Linked DNA regions of Hordeum vulgare: region 2 is linked to region 1. Evidence: chromatin contacts called from public Hi-C data. All regions are on one chromosome and are shown on one strand. The core of a region is the stretch at or near the end of the contact, and the rest is flanking DNA. Distances in the headings are between cores, read along the strand shown. Region 1 holds the start of LOC123402280. Region 2 holds the start of LOC123401243.

What was found. Hi-C and Micro-C count contacts between places; a contact is called where the count stands out from the background.
Region 2: a Hi-C map of seedling shows a contact between it and region 1, with 2.4 times the contacts expected there. The contact joins the promoter of LOC123401243 here to the promoter of LOC123402280 in region 1. A contact is called at or near these places in 2 of 6 Hi-C or Micro-C datasets (leaf and seedling) and 1 of 1 datasets of contacts at active chromatin or transcription factors (embryo).

The regions. Positions count from the first base shown.
Region 1 is chr6H:502,792,618-502,796,364 of MorexV3_pseudomolecules_assembly, reverse strand. It overlaps LOC123402280, which reads left to right and starts at 1,988. Exons shown (of 1, transcript XM_045096181.1): 1 at 1,988-3,476. The coding sequence starts at 2,071. The coding sequence ends at 3,267.
Region 2 is chr6H:502,941,614-502,945,360 of MorexV3_pseudomolecules_assembly, reverse strand. It overlaps LOC123401243, which reads right to left and starts at 1,883. Exons shown (of 4, transcript XM_045094993.1): 1 at 1,460-1,883; 2 at 25-549. The coding sequence starts at 349.

The DNA.
Region 1 (3,747 bases), core at 739-3,238:
GAGGCCTCGCCCCCAAATAAGGAAAGGGTTGCATCTTAGTCGTTACACGAGGTATCATTGATATCCCAGCGCACAAGTGATGACGAGGTGATGTATATGCTTCTCGCCCCTCGTTGGACCCCAAGTGGAAGGTGGAGATGTAGTTAGCAGGAAATTTCCCTTACACGGAGACTGTAAGGTTTATCGAACCAGGAGGACTCCTAGGCTCAACAAGTAGGTGTCTTCCACCCTGGCGCTAGCAGATGACGTGGACCTGCACACACAACAAATAACTTTGCTCCCAACGAGTACAAAGAGGTTGTCAATCTCTCCGGCCTTGTAGTTTGCAAAGGATCAAAACACAAGCGGGAAAGTAATAGTGATTGCAACGGAAAAGTAAATAAAGCGTTAATAGTAAAGGTGTAAACAGTGATGGTGGTATGGACCGGAGTCACATGACGTTCACTAGTGATGTCTCTCTCCCAAAAGACGATAAACAACTATGCTAGGGTAAACAAAAACTAATTGGAGCAATGGACGAGTCTCATACCAAGGGGCAATCCCCTCAAAGCAGTTTTGAAAACAAAGTTCCGAGCAAAGAGATCGGAAATCTCAGGTTTGGGAGCAAGAACACGAGAGAAAGAGCAACCAATATTTTTTTTCTAGAGGTAGGAAAAGGAGTGCGATGAAGAGATAAATGAGGGGTACATGTGGGTCCCCTAAGCCATCAGGGCACGCCTCATGCCTCTCGAAAAGGACCCATTAATAAGGTTGATCAAGTCTTGCTCTTCGGTTCTGCCTCGACACAAGAGAGCACCACCGCCATGGATGGAATAACCATCTCCAAATCAAGGGTCATACGATCAAAACAAGCTTGATGAATCTCTACCTAAGTAGTTTAGAGGTTGTGGAGGAGCAAATCTTGATTGGATCGAGCACATTGGAAAGTCGCCGTGAATATGTTATTGTTCTTGCGTCTTCTTCGGACCTAATGCTAGTTAATGGTAAAGGAGGTTTCACCATAGATTGTGGGTGACAAATTTAGAATATGGATTTTTAGGAAGCATACTGAAGGGGGTGCTGTAAGACGTGGAGAGGAAGAGAAAACCAAGTATTAGATTTCGAGGGAAAGAACAAGGGGGGTGGATTTATGTGTGGAAAAGAATTTTTCTGGAGGAGCAGGGGTGAGCATGATGCGAAAAAATCTACTAGGGAGGCATCGTCGGGGTTGGGGTAGAGATGGTGTTGGTGAACAACCCTTGTTAGTCGATAGTAGATTATACACACTTGTCATTGTAGGTGATGCTCTTCATGCCTTGCAATTTGTTTGTCGTTTTGCCTGTGTTTTCTTGGGAAGGAGGCAGTGGCGGCCCCCCTGTCCCCCCTAACATTAGGGAATGCTGCTAATTTTACTGATGACCAGTGAAAAAATAATGATTATTTATTGCTAAACCCCTATTTTTTTCATAGTTCGGCCCTTTTGAACCTCTTTTACCAACACCCTCCCCCCCCTCTTTCTGGCTCTCCCACTTAAAGGAGAGAGTTGAGTTCTGAGGTATGTAAATTGTTATCGGAGCTATGTGGTGTTTATTTTGATTGTATCGGGCCTGTTTGGATTGAAGGAATTTCCGAAAATTCCAATTCACATGTGTTTTGTTTGTGGAAATCATTTTGTATCATATGATGCGAAGGAAGACACTAGTTTCCTATGGAATCCATTTCTGTTTTATTTATTAGGAATCTCAAGATGCGTTTAAATCCATTTTCTTTTTCTTTTCGTGAGAACTGTACTGCACTTGCGCGCACACACACTATACATACTTTCTCTCTCATCACACATAAAAAATATCTTACACTTTCATATATTGCCTGTCTTAAGTTTATCTACAAATTTTATATGTTTTGAACTCCTATAGGAATTCACCGTATGTGTCGTTTCAATCATGTGTTTTCCCTGTTCGAACTTTCCAATTTCCTGCAATCCTCGTTGGCTTCTCTGAACGAGTAAAGCTATCTATCCACTCGCGCACAGTACAGCGCTGCCGCTAGGCGCTAGCAGCTGCGGCTGCGGATTACGCATCCCGGTCAAAAATGGCCACTCCCTCCCCGCCACGCCTCCTCTCACCCATGCCTATCCTCTTCCTCGCCGCCGGTCCGCTCGCCGCCGTCCACTTCTCTGCCCGCTGCCGTCTCCGCCTCCGCCTCCGCATCCCCCACGTCGCCACCGCCGCCGGCGCTGCCACCACTCCAGGAAACAGCTTTGCCGTCGAGGATTACCTCATCGCCAACTGCCACCTCACCCAGCCGCAGGCCGTCAAGGCCTCCAAGAACCTCGCCCACCTCAAGTCCGCCTCCAACCCCGACGCCGTCCTCGCATTCCTCGACGGCCTCGGCTTCTCCCCCAAGGAGGTCGCCGCCGCCGTCGCCTCCAACCCGCGCATCCTCTGCGCCCGCATCGAGCGCTCCCTCGCGCCCATCTCCGCGGAGCTCCGCGCCCTCGGCCTCTCCACCTCCCAGGTCGCCCGCCTCGCCAAGATCGCCGGCCGCTACTTCCTCTGCCGCAGCTTCGTCTCCAAGGTGCAGTTCTGGCTCCCCCTATTCGGCTCCCCGGAGAGGCTGCTCCAGGCCAGCGACTGGAACTACTGGCTCCTCACCTCCGACCTCGAGAAGGTGGTCGAGCCCAACGTCGCGTTCCTCAGGCAATGCGGGCTAAGTGCTTGCGATATTTCCAAGCTGCTCGTGGCCGCGCCGCGCCTGGTCACCATGCACCCCGAGTACGTCCAGGACTCCGTGCGGCGAGCCATTGAGCTCGGCGTGCCACCGGGCTCCCAGATGTTCCGGCACGCGATCTCCACCGCCGGCTGCATCGGACAGGAGAAGGTCGACGCCAAGATCGCCGTCCTCAGGCAGACGCTCGGATGGTCGAAGGAGGAGGTGAGCCTGGCCATCAGCAAGGCGCCGCGGATCCTGGTCGCCTCCGAGGAGAGGCTGCGGCGCAACGCCGAATTCCTGATCAAGGAGGTCGGGCTGGAGCCGCAGTACATCGCGCGCCGGTCGGTGCTGCTCATGTACAGCCTCGAGAGGAGGCTCATGCCCCGGCATCTCGTGGTGAAGCTCCTCAAGCAGAGGCGGCTGATCGAGGAAGACCGGTGCTTCTTCAACGTGGTGGCGCCGACGGAGGAGAAGTTCTTGGAGAAGTTCGTCGCCCCCTTCGAGGACTGCATCCCGGGCCTCGGCGATGCTTACGACGCTGCTTGTTCCGGGATGGTGCCGGTGAAAGCTGAGTGAACACTAAAGAGAATTCTGGAGGTGTGCGTAGGTGTGTATAACCTCATTCTACTGATGAACAATACCAGATTCATGGCCATTTAGTGTAGGTTGATTACAGTCGACAGCAACGAGGTGGATGTTCATAATTTTGGAACTTGGAAGCGTGCATTACTGACTGAACAATCGGTTTTTGTGTAGAACTCTGAGCAAACATGTCTATTTGGTTATGTCTTGTTTACAACACAAGATGAACATCGCCATCTTGCATAGATATGCGTGCTATGTTGGAAATTTGAGCAATTTACCATAGAATTTTATTAAAAGAAAAACTAGAGAAACATGACTATCATAAAATATATGAAACAAGACATGGAATATAAAGATGAGACGATGAAAGACATGTGCACATATGATCTAGAAAAAAGACATATGTAGAACCGTTCTATATACACAAGGCATCATATGGAATGATGAGCATAAACTTAACATATCTAGAAG
Region 2 (3,747 bases), core at 634-3,133, 150 kb before region 1:
GTAATCAGGAACAAGTATATATACCTCCTGCAGGAGTAGAGAACTCGCCAAGATCAAATCTTTGCAGAGAGGGTGTCCAGCGTGGAGCCTGAAGGCTGTCAACAGGACTACCAAAATAAGAAAGTGCTCCATCAGATACAGAATGGTGGTGATTCAGGTACTGGTCACTGCCAAATGCACTTCTACTTCCTTTACTATGAGATGATAGTGATGACACATAAGGTGGATGATCGTGTGGAGCATCAGGAGTCCTATGAGGCAATCCGTCTGATGAGTACATGCAGTCCCATCCCCGCGACGGAGGAGAGAAGCTCGAATTCATCCGCCAACGAGGCTCTGTAGGATCCATGGAACAGTCTCTGCTAGCAGGATTAGACTTTGTCCCATGTGGCCTAGCGGCCACGCAGCAAAGAGCGCCCGTCTTGACTAATTTGCCCAATCACGAGCAAATACTACTAGCTTATTTTTGTTTGACAAATAAAGCTTACTCGCAGCGACGATAACTTGTTATATCCAAGTCAAGAGACAGAGAGCGTCAAATAGTGTCACCTGTGGAATTTACAGAACATGTCAGCAACGACTGAAATAGTTTCTTTTTTTCTAAATAATAGAAACGCTGCAATCATGATCTACAAAAGGTTACTATCTTGAATTAAACAAGGGTGCAAACCCAATTGCACAACCCAACCCTCATCGAACCCACACCATGTCTCTCGCATACAAATCAGCATACTCTGCACCAAACAAACATTTTATGCATAATAAAGTTTGAGGTTCACTGGGCTTGCTAGTTCTTTTGTAATATTCCGATGACCTTTTCCTCCCCCCACCTTAAACATGCTTATGTTTCAAAGCCACGAGATTCAACACTACCTGCAATAGCATATAACAGCATGTTGTGCGTGTGCGCAACACCAACCTTGTTCTGAAAGCAGGGGCAGGCTCAAGGTTCAGTTAAACCCTCGATTTCTTCTGGGTAATAGGCACCAAAATAAGTATACTTGAATATGAGCTCGGACAGTCCAATGGTGAATCAATCCAAACCCGGATGGATCTTGGCTCCACGCCAATCCACAGTCCAGAAGACACCGGAGGAGGAGGGTCACGCCTACGGGCTATGCGACAACAGTTCTGGTATAGTTATGGCTAACGCCATGTCTGACCTCACCAAACGCCGGCGCCCCCCATTCGTCTTCCCCACCTTCTAACCTAATACCTCTTGCTCATCCTTCCCCGCAGCCCCGCCAGCACCCACGGCGACTTCTCCGCCTAGGCGTCGCCCCCGCGCCGCCGCCCTTGGACTTTTAAACAGGAACTTCCCCTTTAGATTAGAATATTTCAGAACTTTCTAACAGAAAAAAAGCACAAGACTTTCGACAAGAAACCCCGATTTTCATCGACGAACTGAAATGTTTCGATTCGATTCGGCTTTCAGCAGGACGCGTCGGGGGCTTCTCACCTGCATGCCACAAGTCTGAACTCCCGATCGAAGCGCCGGTCGGCGGCGGCTGCGCGGCGACGCTTGAAGCCAGGGAGGGGGACGAAACGCGCGCGCGAGAGAGAGAGGAGGGGGTCAAGGGGCTGGGAGGCGCGCGCAGGGGCCTAGGGGCTGCGCCCTCTCCGGCGGCGGGAGGGCGGAGGCGGCGAGCGGGTCAGGCGGCGGTGGGTGGCAGTGGGGGGGAGGAGGAGGAGGAGGGGGGGACGAAGAAGCGGTCGGGATGGGAATGGGAAGCGTATCATCAGCCTTTCCAGAACAGTAATGTGACTCCGTTGGAATGTAGTTTGGGCGGCTCGGGGCCGTGGGATCGGGCCACGGACGGCCCGGATCGGCCGGGGGCGAGATATTTCGGGTGCAGGTGCTAGACTTACCAACGAAGGCACAACACCTGACGAGCTCGTGCCGTCGTGCAAGTGCGGTTTAAACGTAGCGACGCATGATTGGTAGTAGAGCCCAACACCGGCGAGAAAGAGGAGTGAGTAGGCAAGGGTTTTGATTGCCATGCCTTTTGTCATGGTCCACTCAATAGTTCAAGATTGATACATAATTATATATACCATGTGGTTTCTGATGGAACCATTTTTTATATTGGCTTTTGAGGAGAGAGTGTGATTTTTATGGGTTATTTTCGGAATTGTGCTAGAATAGATTCCTTGTAAGTTTTGTGCCTAGACAATCACAAGCAAGCCCACTCGCCGGTACCCCTAATTTTGAGCTCGTTGCCGACGGAATCCTCAGTCGCGATAGACATGTGTCCTCATTGATGATGTTCTGGTCATCGCCACGATGAAGCGCTGGTCGCGCCTCGCCACCTCTTGACCGAGGTCGTCGATGCTATGATGAAGTAAGTTAGTCCTAAAAATAATATAAAATATTATCGAAGATCTGTAACTTCGATCGTGATGAAATTTTGAAAGGATTTTTATTAAAAAATAATATTTCTTGTGGCAAAAGGAGGGCCTCAACCGACTTAAGGGGCGGCCACCCCCCTCGTCGCGCTCTATTGCCTTGGGAGAACCTCGGGAATTGTGTGGCATTGATTATTCTTCCCAAAATTCACATATATTCCAAACAAACTCTATAAACTAGATGATGTCCCGCGCGTTGCTGCGGAAAACATAATAAACAGATGTTGAAAATCAAAAAGTGTTGCTAAAAAAATATTAGGATTGCTCTCATCTTATATTTTAGGAACAATAATACATATGAGGCATATGACAAAAGATGTGTATTAAAAGTGTAACGCGATCTACATGCATGACTTGATGATGTGACATAGTTACACGAAGAAAAATAAGTATTTATGACTAAATGCATGACTTGATGATGTGACATTGCGACATGGTTGCATGAGAAGGAAAAATAGGTAGTGGAGAAAAAAAATAAGTACTTATGACTAAATGCATGACTTGATGATGTGACATGGTTGCATGCGAAGGAAAAATAGGTAGCGGAGGAAAACATAAATACTTATGATTAAATCATGCATCACTTGATGATGTGACATGGTTGCATGAGAAGGAAAAATAGGTAGTGAGTTGCAACTATTTAAGAATAGAAGATTTTTATCGCGTTTGAACTCTATTTGATGTGGAATTTATGCGAAACAAAAGACACACAAAAATCAGGAACTCACACTCGGCACTGGATAAGTAAGTTAGTCCCAAAAATAATATAAAATATTGTCAAAAGTATATGAAAGTTCTAGAACATTAGCATGAATACTTCATAAATTATCGATACTTTGGAGACGTATCAATGGGTATGAACTTGCTTTTTCTCACCGACCGACAAAAAAGCAGAATCCGCAGATAGCTTCTTTGACCTGAGTAGTTCAACAACATCCATCGTCTTCTTGTACTCATCGAGCTCGGCGACTACTATCTGCTCGTCAGTGATTTGAGAGCCTTTCTCGAGGCATTCTTCGGTGATCCTCTGATTGTCCGTGAAGTTGATCACACCCTTCGGACCTGGCATCTTGAGCTTGAGATACACGTAACATGGTCGGGCCAGTGCGTAGACGTGCCTACCCACGATGGCATGGTAAGCACTACGGAAGTCCAACACCTTGAAGGACGATTGTTCCTTTCAATAGTTCTTTTCGTTGTCGAATACGACTTGCAACGCAATCTGACCGAGTGACTTTGCCTTATTTCCGGGTATGACCCCATGAAAATGCATGTTGGTCTTGGCCAGTCAAGACAACGAGATGTCCATCGCATTCAGCATATCAGCGTACATGACGTTGA